Linked DNA regions of Macaca mulatta: region 2 is linked to region 1. A link is a contact called in public Micro-C data. All regions are on one chromosome and are shown on one strand. The core of a region is the stretch at or near the end of the contact, and the rest is flanking DNA. Distances in the headings are between cores, read along the strand shown.

Region 1 (6,424 bases), core at 2,979-5,478:
GAACAACCCTTCAGGTACCATTCTGATTCTATAAGTCTTCACCCAGGATCACCAACACAGACAGTACCAGCAATGCACTGTCCCCTCAAAACTTGGGCTAGGCCTAAGGTAAAATTTAATTGGGCCCTGATGAACTCTGACTTGAGAATCTAATCTGCTGACAGTGACACAAATCTAGCTTCTAAAAGCACTTCATGTACGTAACAAAAGACAACTACATGTCATAATCCTAAGGTCCTTTTCATAAGCAGCAGAAACCATAAAGGGCATCCAAATTGGAAAGGAAAAAGTCAAATTATCTTTGTTTACAGATGACATGACCCTATATTTGGCAAAACATAAAGACTCCACCAAAAAAACTGGTAGAACTGATAGATGAATTCAGTAAAGTTGCAGGATACAAAATCAACATTAAAAATCAGTAGCAGGCCAGGTGCGGTGGCTCACGTCTGTAATCCCAGAATTTTGGCAGGCCAAGGTGGGTGGATCACCTGAGGTCGGGAGTTCGAGACCAGACTGACCAACAAGGAGAAAACCCGTCTCTACTAAAAGTACAAAATTAGTCAGGCATGGTGGCACATACCTGTAATCCCAGCTACTCGGGAGGTTGAGGCAGGAGAATCGCTTGAACCCTGGAGATGGAGGTTGCAGTGAGCCAAGATCATGCCATTTTACTCCAGCCTAGGCAACAAGAGAGAAACTCTGTCTCAACAAAAAGAAAGAAAGAAAAAAAGAAGAAAAAAAAAAGTAGCATTTCCATACACCAACAGTGAATAATTTGAAAAAGAAATCAAGAAAGCAATCTCATTTACAATAGCTACCAAAAAACTCCCAACGCCTGGGAATAAATTCAACCAAAAAAGTAAAAGATGCTACAATTAAACATATAAAACAGGCTGGGCACTGTGGCTCACACCTGTAATCCCAACACTTTGGGAGGCGGAGGCGACTGGGTCACCTGAGGTCAGGAGTTCAAAATCAGACTGGCCAACATGGCAAAACCCTGTTTCCACTAAAAATACACACACACACACACACACACACACACACACAATTAGGTGTGGTGGCACACTCCTGTAATCCTAGGTACTCAGGAGGCTGAGATGGGAGAATCGCTTGAACCTGGGAGGCATAGATTGCAGTGAGCCAAGATTGCACCAAACTGAAACCTTGTCTCAAAAAAAAAGAGTAAAAACACTGGTGAATGACATTAAAATGGAAAGATATCCCATGCTCATGGACTGGCAGAATTAATATCGTTAAAATGTCCACAGTACTAAAAGCAATCTACAGATTCAATGCAATCCATATCCAAATACCAATGACATTCTTCACAGAAATAGGAAAAAAATCCTAAAATTTATATGGAACCACCAAAGACCCCGAATAGCCAAAGCAATTTTGTGCAAAAAAAAAAGCTGGAGGTGTTGCACTACCAGACTTCAAAACATACTATAAAGCTATAGTAAACAAAACAGTAGGTTACGGGCATAAAAAGAGACACATAGACCAATGGAAAAGAGAATTGAGAAATAAATACATGCATTTATAGCCAATTTCATTTTTGACAAAGGCACCAAGAACATACATTGGAGAAATGACAGTTTCTTCAATAAATGGTGCTGAGAAAACTGGATATTCATATGCAGAAGAATGAAACTAGACCCTGTCTCTCATCATATGCAAAAATCAAATGACAGTGGATTAAAGATTTAAATGTATGAGCTGAAACTATGAAACTACTAGAAGAAAACATTTGGAAATGCTTCAGAACATTCGTCTGGGCAAAAATTTTTTGGTAAGACCTTGACGGCATAAGCAATAAAGGCAAAAATAGATGAATGGGATTACATCAAACTAAAAAGCTTCGGCACAGCAAAGTAAGCAATCACAGTGAAAAGACACCTAAAGAATAGGAGAAAATATTTGCAAACCACCCATCTCACAAGGAATTAATAACCAGAATATATAAGGAACTCAATAGCCAGAAAACAAAAAATTTGATTTAAAAAAATTGAGCAAATGATCTGAACAGACATTTCACAATAGAAGACATATAAATGGCCAATAGGTATATGATAAAATGTTCAACATCACTAATCATCAGACAAATGCAAATCAAAACCACAATGGGATATCATTTTACCCCTTAAAATAGCTATTATAAAAAAGGCAAAAACAAACAAACAAACAAACAAACAAAAAAGCAATGCTGGGGGATATGGAGAAAGGAGAACCCTCATACACTCTTGGTGGCAATGTAAACTAGTACAGTCACTGTGGAACAGTATGGAGGTTCCTCAAAAAATAAAAAACACAATTACCATATGATCCAGCAATCTCACTGCTATGTATATATTCAAAAGAAAGGAAATCAGTATATTGAAGAGATCTCTGCACTCCCATTTTTATCGTAGCACTATTCACAATAGTCAAGATACAGAATCAACCTAAGTACCCATCAATGCATGAATAGGTAATGAACATTGTGGTATATATACACAATGGAGTATTATTCAGCCATAAAAAGAATGAAATTTTGTCATTGAAACAACAAAGATGGAACTGGAGGACATTATGTTACATGAAATAAGCCAGGCACAGAAAGACAAATATCATGCTCTCACTCATACATGGGAGCTAAAATAGTTGATCTCATGAAGGTAGGAAGTAGAATGATGGTTACCAGAGGCTGCGAAGGGAAGCAGGGAGCGAGGCATGAAGAGAGGTTAATAGGTACAAAAATAGGTAGAAGGAATAAGTCTTAGTGTTCAATAGCACAGTATGGTGACAAGTGTTAACAATAATTTATTGTGTGTTTCAGAGTAGCTAGAAGATTTGGAATATTCACAAAACAAAGAAATGAGGTGGTGGATACTGTATTTGATCACACATTGTATGCATATATCAAAATATCACATGTACCCCACAAATATGTACATTATGTACCAAAAAAAAAAAAAAGAAAAACTAAAATAAGCAGCAAAAACCACTTCCAGCTAGCATAGTGCTTAGAAAATACCTAAGCTCAGTTATCAGCCAATGAGAAGTATTATATCACCACCATAAAATTGTGGAACTGATGAACTGCAGTTTTCATCTTTAAAAAAAATTCTTTGACCCATTTCCTCTCTTCAGAAACTAGCGTCTGGGATGGATGGGATTCCCAGCTTCTGTAAAATGCAAAATTGAGGGCTCAAATTGTGGTTTCAATTTACAGGTTTCACAGTCCTCTAAGAAGAAACTAAGGTTTAAGGATGCAGGAAGGCCTTAAATAATTAACCTTTTGATTCAAGGGCTCTGAAGATTCCCCCAAGCATTTTTGGAAACAGAACACTACGTGGTTAAGACTGGGTTCAGTACACTCCACAGCTACATTCTGGTGGTGCTCAAGGGACAAATGCTGTGCTAAATACAAGGCAAGACTGGATTTTAGTGTGGGAAGGCGCATGAATTCGCAGAAAAAAGTGAGGATTTACATCCCACCTGCTAATACCGTGGGTAAACGAATTTCTCTCTCTGAATCTTTAGTAGTCACATTTAAATGGAGGTGGTTAAATCGAAAGAATGGTTACGATGATTAAATGAGCCAATAATGAAAACAGCATGTCTTGTAACAGAAGCAGCTCACCTTTATTTAGTTCTGTATCATACTTTACATCTACTACCCTATTCAGTACCCAAAGGCCCCCATCATTTGCCAGATGGGCATCCAGCCGCCCTGGGACCACCTGCATACGCAGGACCGGAGCCCACGTCGCGGCGGCTTTTGAGCGCGGCGTCTGCAGCGGCCAACGCGCCTGACGTGGCGGCTCCGGTTCACGTCATACATGCGGCTGCTCTGGGCGCCCACTGCCCCGCCACTGCAAGCCTCCTTTGGCCGCCCCTCAAGCAGGTAGCGCAAACGCCATTCCCGGAAGGGGCGCCAGCGCAGACGGCCAACCTCCCAGCCAGGCGGCTCCCACACGGGGCCCTCCGCGGAGGCCGCTTCGGGGCCTGGAGGCGGCTTCCAGGCTCTAGATCCCGCCTCCCACGTCCTGCCCGCCCGCAAGGGCCTTGGCACAGCTGTAGGGGATCGGCCTCTGCTCCCGGCCTGCGCCGAGCCCAGGCCCCGCCCTTTGCGGCCTAGCCGCGACCCGGGGGCACCAGAGTCCTCTCCCCACCATAGGGCGTAAGACAAAAACGCCAACGCCAGAAAGGAGATGGCATTGCACATGCGCAGAACATCCTCTCCCCACCCTAGCGCGAAAAACGCCAACTCCAGAAAGGAGATAGCATTGCACATGCGCAGAACGTTCCCCGAGCCCTACTCCAAAACTACGCTTCCCAGAAGGCCCGGCTGCGACTCCATCTTGGATGACGTCGTGAGGCGCGCCCTCCTCCAGCGGCCTGAGTGATTGCTGTCGGGTTTCCTGTAGCGGGCGCTGGCCTTGCTCAGTGATGGCTGGAGCGCTGCACTGCTCACGTCGGGGCTTGAAGACAGAAGGCCCCCGTGAGGTGCTCCAGGGATCACTGATGGGCAGTTTTGTTAAAGTGATTGAACTCGGTGGGTGCAGGAGTACGTGGAGTAATGAAGGATAATGTCCTGTAACCGCTTCCTGTTAGGAATGGTACCTTTGACAATTGTGCAAACGATACGCGAATCGTAATAAACTACAAAGTATGTATAAGCTAAAACAGAAAACGAGTATACCACTTCCCAAAAGCAAAAGCGCGTAATGTTAGGTGTACATCCTTCTCATGAATTTACACAAGTTTTAATCTAATTGTATAGAATATCATGACTATCATTTCACTAAGAAATACATATAGTCGTCCCTCCTTATCCCGGGGGTCCATATCTATGGATTCAACTAAGCTCGGATTGAAAATACTTAAAAATGATCTGGGCGGGGATGGCTTGTGCCTGTGATCTCAGCCACCTGGGAGGATCACTGGAGGCCCGGAGTTGGAGACCAGCCTGTGCAACACAGTGAGACCTTCTCTAAAAAAAAGAAATGGTTTAAAATATTATATCTTACTGAGCAGGTACAAACTTTTCCCCTCGTCATACTCTAAACAATACAGTAAAAGTATTTACATAGTATTTACATTGTGTTAGGTTTACAATTAATCTAGACGTAATTTAAAGTATAGGGGAGGAGGTGTGTAGGTTATGCAAATACCAGGTTATTTTCTACCAAAGACTTGAACATCCCTGGATTTGAGTAATCCAGGGAGGTCCTGGAACTAATTCCCCCTCGGATACAGAAAGAGGACTTGGCTGTATATGTAAAACAAATTATTTCCTGGTCAATAACTTTATTATATTAAAATATGTAGAATCATCTAGAAAAAATATGTATGTATAGTCATGTGTATAAACACACACATATATATATACAAAAAATATGCACACATAATACATACACACACACACACACACACACACACACACACCACTTTTCTGGATGCGAGGTGTTGAGGAAATAATTTAAAATAAAGCCTCTTGCCAATCCAGAAAATTCTCTCCACAGATGGAGAAAAGGACAAAACAGTTACATTATTGAATAAACATTAAACCAGACTGCTATGTGCGTCACACGCAGCCCACTAATGAGTTTACGAAGACAGGAAGAACTATCTTTTTTTATATTAGCCATTCTGGTATAACGCATTCCATTTTCTCATGGTAAAAGATAACGTGTCCTCAAGACGACTGTACAACACCATTTGCTATGCATAATTCATCTGAAATTCAAGTGATAATTAGGGTAGCCATCAGTGTTAGTTAATTGCCGTTATGCAAATGAAAAGTAAAGTTTCTGGTGTCTCTATGACACGCAGGTAGTTAATAACAGGTAGGCAGGAGCCTGGGAGTTTACCACAGAGGCAGGGAGATGGGGTGCGATCTTCCTTGATGCTTACATTTCAAAGACATGACCCAAGGCCATTAAGAAAGACCTTCCTGGGCTGTTAAACTAGCAAGAAGCTTATTTACTTTTTTAAAAGTTTTGCTAAATCTCACAGAGACAGAGAAAGGATTTAAAATTACAAGTTGGCGGGTGCCTGTAGTCCCAGCTACTCGGGAGGCTGAGGCAGGAGAATGGCCTAAACCCAGGAGGGGGAGCTTGCAGTGAGCTGAGATCCGGCCACTGCACTCCAGCCTGGCGACAGAGGGAGACTCGTCTCCAAACAAACAAACAAAAAATTACAAGTTTTCTTAAGGAAATGCTGTAAGAAAAGAGAGGAGGAAAGGTCTTTTTCCCTTTTTGCAAGAAGAAAAATTCAGTTGTTTTTTGTTTTGTTTTTTTCTTTGAGACAGTGTCTCCCTTTGTCGCCCAGGCTAGGATGCAGTGGCATGGTCTCTTCTCACTGCAACCACCGCCTCCCAGGTTCAAGCAATTCTCTGCCTCAGCCTCCTGAGTAGCTGGGATTACAGGCG
Region 2 (6,559 bases), core at 2,721-5,220, 33 kb after region 1:
AGAGGGTGTTGGGGTAATGGGGAGAGGAAGGTGGGGAAAGGTTGGTATATGAATACAAAATTACAGCTAGAGAGAAGAAATGAGCTCTGGTGTTCCACAGCCCTGTCAGATAAATATGATTGACTGTAATTTATTGTATATTTTCAAAAAGCTGGAAGAGAGGATTTTGAATGTTTACAACACACACACACACACACACACACACACAAATGTCTGAGGTGAGGAATATGCTAATTAGCCTGATTTGATCATTACACATTTTATACACGTCAAAATATCATTCTATATCCCCCAAATAGGCACAATTATTAGGTGTCAACTAAATATAAAATCGGAAAAGGTACAAAAAAAGAAGAAGAAATGAGAGGAAAAAATGAGCCTCCAGATTTAATCAAATTCATAATAAAAATGAATAGCTGTGGCTGGGTGTGGTGGCTCATGCCTGTAATCCCAGCACTTCGGGAGGTCGAGGCTGGTGGCTCACCTGAGGTCAGAAGTTCGAGACCAGTCTGAACAACATGGAGAAACCCCATCTTTAGTTAAAACACAAAAAATTAGCCAGGTGTGGTAGTGCATACCTGTAATCCCAAGTACTCTGGAGGCGGAGGCAGGAGCCTCACTTGAACCTGGGAGGCAGAGGTTGCAGTGAGCCAAGATCATGCCATTACACTCCAGCCTGGGCAACAAGAGCAAAACTCCGTCTCAAAAAAAAAAAAAAAAAAAAAAAGTATAGCTGTGATGGTTAATTTTGTGTGTAAGCTTGACTTGGTAACATGGTGTCCAGATTAAACATCACTTATGGGTGCGTCTATGAGGGTGTTTACAGATTAGATTAGCTTTTGAATCACTGGACTCAGTAAAGCAGATCGCCGTCCTCATGTGTATGGACATCATTCAATCCACTGAGGGCCTGGATAGAACACAGGCAGAGGAAGGAGGAATTAACCCATATTTTCTGCCTCATTGTTGAGTTGGGACATTTCATCTCATCCTCTTCTGTCCTTGGACTGGGATTTACAACATTGGCTTCCCTGGTTCTCAGGCCTTTGGACTCATACCAGAATTACACCACCAGCATTTCTGGATCTCCAGCTTGCAAATGACAGATTGTGAGACTTCTTAGCCTCCACAGTCATGTGAACCAATTTCTCATAATCAATGTCTCTTTCTCTCTTACTCCCTCCTATTGGTTCTGTTTCTCTGGAGAATCCTGACTAATACACTGGGAATAAGCATTTCCCCAAGCCCATACCATAGGTGTATATTAGTGTTTTTTTCAGTATTTTCAAATCTTAAACTTAAAAATATTTTATTTATTTACAATTTCCCCAATTGGAAACAACTTGTATATCTCTGGACAGGGGAATGGATAAGGAAACTGGTAAATCCATACCAAGAAATAGGAGTCAGCAATGTCAGAGGTGATACATTCCTCTTCAAAAAGCATTAGTTCCCTGTTCTTTGTTGCTTAAGACCTACTTCCTTGTACTTCCTTGTCTCCTAGCTACCTGTTCTGTAAACAACCTTCCCGCCTTTGCCGTGCCCAGACAAGTCCAGATATGCCTTCCCACCTAGTAATAGACAGTGCCACTTCCTTCCCGCCTAATAGACTTATTCAATTTTAAACCTTAGCCAATTGAGTTAGCTTCGATTGTGAGGTCCAACCCCAGCCAATGGGGAAGGGACACAGAAGTGCTAGGAACTGCATCAGGGATAAAAACCCCTGCCCCACCCCTCTGAGTGTACTCTTGTGATCGTGACTCGTGCAAGCTGCACCCTTCTGCAGAAGTAAATTTGCCCTGCTTAGGAATTTTCTGCCTATGTGCTGGTTTTCTTTGAGGTACTGGGCACTTGTTTCTAACAGCAAGAAAAACAGAGGTATTGGTACACAAAACAACACGGAAGGATCTCAACTGCATTGTGTTAGTAAAATATACCAGATTCAAAGACTACATACTATATGATTCCATTTATGTAATATTCTAAAAAGGCAAACATATAGGCCCAAAGAATAGATAGTGGTTGCAAGAGGCTAAGAGTGGTGAGAGAATCTGACTTTAAAAAGGTAGCATGGAGGAATTTTATTGACAGAGGTGAAACAATTTTGTATCTTGCTTGTGGTGGTGGTTACACAAATCTATGCATTTGTCAAAACTCATACAATTATGCACCAAATAAAGTGAACTTTTCAGTATATAAAGCATAAATTTAAAAATGTAAATTTCAATAAAAGTTTCACATATTTTTATCCAAATATTTGCTTTTTTTTTTTTTTTACGCAGTCTCACTCTGTCACCAGGCTGGAGTGCGGTAGCCTGATCTTGGCTCACTGTAATCTCCACCTCCCGGGTTCAAGCAATTCTCCTGCCTCAGCCTCCCCAGTAGCTGGGACTACAGGTGCACACCACCACGCCCAGCTAATTTTTGTATTTTTAGTACAGAAGGGGTTTCACCATGTTGGGCAGGATGGTCTGGATCTCTTGACCTCATGATCTGCCTGCCTCAGCCTCCCAAAGTGCTGGGATTACAGGCATGAGCTACCATGCCTGGCCATATTTGCATTTCTTTCAATTATCATAATGGACTTTAAAAGTTTTGCTGGAATGGAGCTGCTTATTTTTCTCTATTATAAAATGTAACTGATACTAAATTTATAGTTGCTGTCTTTGGCATCACATCCCTTTTCTTTTTTTTTTCTTTTTTTTTTTTTTTGGAGACAAAGTCTCACTTTGTCACCCAGGTTGGAGTGCAGTGGTGCCATGATGGCTTACTGCAACCCAGGGCTCAAGTGATCGTCCAACTTCAGCCTCCTGAGTACCTGGGATCACAGGCGCTTGCCTACATCCCTGGCTAATTGTTATTTTTAATTTTTTGTAGAGATGGGGGTCCCATCTTATAGTGCCCAGGCTGGTCTTGAACTCCAAGGATCAAGTGGTCCTCCTGCCTCCGCCTCCCAAAGTGCCAGAATTACAGGTGTTGGCCACTGTGCCTGGCCCACATGTCAATTTTCAAAAATTTATACTCGTTTACTGGCTTAAATGTTTCAATATTGTATACATGTTAATTTTATCACGTGTGATCTATGTACATCTCTATATTCCAAATTGTTCAGAATGACATGCTCTTTGGAATACTCCATTCTTTCCCTCACTGTTTTGAAATGCTGTATTTGAACACGCTTAATCATGGTGTCTTATTTCCATGGAGCAGGTGCCAAACTACTTTGAATAGAGCAATATTATATGTATAGATAGATACAGCTATATATAGCTATTTCTCAGGCATTTTTTCCTGCTTTTTAAAACGTATACTGTCTGTTCATTTAGGTTTTTACTTACTGTGGATAAAGTTGAGAATGCTTTTGTAAAGTACACAATGCACTAAAGATCAAAGAAAAAATACAAAAATTTGTTGATGTTCTTTTAGGAATTTTGTCTTCCTAAGAAAGGTACAGAGAGACTAAATGTATTTCCATATAGTCAAGCAATTTTAATGTCACAGAGGAAATCATACGTGACATTTATTTTCTTCTTCTAGATTATGTCTATTTTCTCACTGAGCTACAATTCCCGTTTATTGCTTTAACGATTTTGATGAAGTAGCTTTCCGAGGCACCTCCCCCTTTCCTCCGCTCCCCCCAAAGAATCGCCGATAGTGTCAGTCTTTTAAACTGAATCGAGATCTACTTCCTAACATTTAACGTGAAACTGACACGCACCTGTCCCTTCCTTGACGCGTCTGTGTCTAAACTGCACACTCACTGCCCACAGACCTCCCTTCAGTGCATCCCTTTGGGGCGCCCCAGGAGAGCCAGGGCTGCGGGTAGCTCCCGCACCAATTCAGACCGCATCCGCTCACTGCCTAACGGGGGCACCTCTCCGCCAATCCCGAAGGCCTGCTCGCGCTGCCTCACGGGAAAGTTAGTTTCCAGGTTGGGCGCCTACAGCGCCAGGCTTTGCGCGTGGGCTCTGCGCATGCTTGGGCCGCCGGCTACCTCTTCTGCGATTTTGCGTTTCCGTCTTTCCTTTTGTTTGTCTCAGGTTTTGCGTGGGAGGCGGTCCCGGGATTTCAAGGGTCTGTGCGCTCTTCTATGGCTAATGCAACCGGATGAGGAAGCGGGGTAAGCCTAGGCGGGTTGGGCAGGGACGGAGAGAGTACCTCGCGCGACTCCGGGGGCGGGCGGCAGGGGACCAGTGCCAGGTGGTGGCCAAGAGTACCGGGGACCTCACAGGGGAAGCCGGGGAGGGCGGGGCTGCAGCACGTCTGCCAGGACGCTAGGCCGGTTCGTCAAAGGCGCAGCCTCTGTACGGAGCGGGCTTCGCGGCGTGTGTTGCCCCGTTTGCTGGGGTCCGGAGGAGGGCATGTGCGCTTGCGCGATCCGCGCGCTGAGCCCTGCGGGAGGGGCAGTTGTCTGGTCTAGCGTGTGCGCGTGTGCTAGGGCGGCGCGGTACCTGGGTGGGGAAGGGCGGGTGCAGTCGCACCACCACCCCCCGACCTACGAACTCCCTTCCCAGTTCTGCATTCATCCTAAGTCCCAAACTGCCCTCCGGTCATGTCCATCACTGCATCTTGGTATTTGCTGTTCCTCTGTCCTGACTTGATCTTGCACTCAGGAAGGATCTTAAAGAATTACATAATTTTGGCCTGGCTGGGTGGCTGTCTCCTGTAATCCCAGCACTTTGGGAGGCCGAGGCGGGTGGATCACCTGAAGGCAGGAATTCGAGACCAACCTGACCAACGTGGCGAAATCCCCTCTCTACTAGAAAAATAGGAAAAGTAGCCATACATGATGGCGCATGCCTATAATCCCAGCTACTGAGGCGGAGAATTGCTTGAACCCGGGAAGCGGAGGTTGCAGGTAGCCGAGATCGATATCGCACCATTGCACTCCAGACTGGGCAACAAGAGCGAAACTCCATCTCAAAAAAAAGAAAAAAAAAGAAAAAAAGAGAATTTCCTAATTTTGCTTCATTTGTTAGAAGAAAAATTTTTTTTTGTTTGTTTGTCAGGGTTAATGACTTGTTCAGGATCACAGTTTGTTAGTAGGGAAGACTGAAAGTCACATCTCCTGACCCCTGAGCCAGTATTGTCTACTTTTCCACATGTCAAAGCAAGTTTAAAACATCCTTTTGAGAAATAACAAAGTTAGATGAAGAAATTAAAACTGATTTTTTCCTTGAAGCACTGCCGCTTGTGGCTTTCTGTGGAGTCACTCACCAGAGGTTAAGTAATATTACTGGAAAATCGATAGCTTAGTCCTATTTTTTACAATGGTTTTAGTGTTAATGTTCCTTCATTAAATGTATTAACTTGTTTGGCCAATATTATCATTTTGCATTTTTTTGTGAACACCGAGGCAGATTGAAATCCTTAAGGAAGTAAATATTTACTTTCACCAGGTGAAAAATCTTGTGCCCAAGAGCCACATGATTATGTTGGAGTTATATTAGGGTGGTCTTTCACTATTTCTACCGCCTATTCTGAAGTGTCAGAGGACATTGATATTTTCCCAGGGGGAGCATTTTACCTAGTGGGTGTGTATGGCTTCTTGGGGCAGAAGAATCTGGGAGTTGCCAGGCGGGCCTAATCTTTCATGACCCCATTCCTCTTTTTCTGACTCAGCTGTATCTTCAGAGTTGTCTCCATCTTTCCAAGAACAGAACAAAATGAACAAGGTAAGTTGTTTATTAATTCCCTACTTTATTTTGCAGTGGACTTTGTGAAATTTGTAAGAGTCAATAGGGTTTTTTGTTGTTGTTGTTGGTTTTTGTTGTTTTTTTTTGTGAGACAGAGTCTCGCTCTGTCACCCAGGCTGGAGTGCAGTGTCACCATCTCGGTTCACTGCTACCTTTGCAACCTCTGCCTCCCGGGTTCAAGCAATTCTCCTGCCTCAGCCTCCTGAGTAGCTGAAACTACAGGCGCACGCCGCCACGCCTGGCTAATTTTTTACATTTTATTAGAGACGGGTTTTACCATGTTGCCCAGGCTGGTCGTGAACTCCTGAGCTCAGTCAATCCTAGGCCTCCCAAAGTGCTGGGATTACAAGCGTGAGCCACCGTGCTGGGCCAAGAGCCAATGTGTTAAGATGAGAAATTAGTAATAGATAAAAATTGAACAGAAAATAACAGATCAATAGCAGGGCCAAGTTAGAGTCAGTAAGTTGAGCTTCATACGTTCTTATGTCTCCAACAACCGTGGCAGAAAGGAAGACACTGGATACAGACAGACTGACTCTTCTGAAGACACAAAGACTTCCTGGCAGATGCATAGAGACCCACAGTGAATAACCTTCCAGTGATAGCCCTGAAATGAGTACAACCTATTCAGTCAAACTGCTTTTTCCATTTTTACTTTACACAGGTTCCGATTTTCTTTTGTATGTAGTGTTTGATCAATTAAGTTAACATGTATTTTATTTATTTATTTATTTATTTATTTATTTATTTATTTATTTATTTTTTGAGAAGGAGTCTTGCTCTGTCGCCTGGCTGGAGTACAGTGGCGTGATCTTGGCTCACTGAAACTTCTACCTCCCGGCTACAAGCGATTCTCTTGCCTC

Evidence for each region. Hi-C and Micro-C count contacts between places; a contact is called where the count stands out from the background.
Region 2: a Micro-C map of CD4 T cells shows a contact between it and region 1, with 5 times the contacts expected there. The contact joins the promoter of LOC699759 here to the promoter of LOC144331106 in region 1. A contact is called at or near these places in 3 of 14 Hi-C or Micro-C datasets (CD4 T cells, fetal cortex germinal zone and liver).

The regions. Positions count from the first base shown.
Region 1 is chr9:52,355,241-52,361,664 of T2T-MMU8v2.0, forward strand. LOC144331106 reads right to left here and starts at 4,229. Exons shown (of 3, transcript XM_077946258.1): 1 at 3,632-4,229; 2 at 584-681. The coding sequence starts at 4,216. The coding sequence ends at 3,674.
Region 2 is chr9:52,388,976-52,395,534 of T2T-MMU8v2.0, forward strand. It overlaps LOC699759, which reads left to right and starts at 3,971. Exons shown (of 6, transcript XM_077946259.1): 1 at 3,971-4,120; 2 at 5,623-5,675. The coding sequence starts at 4,108.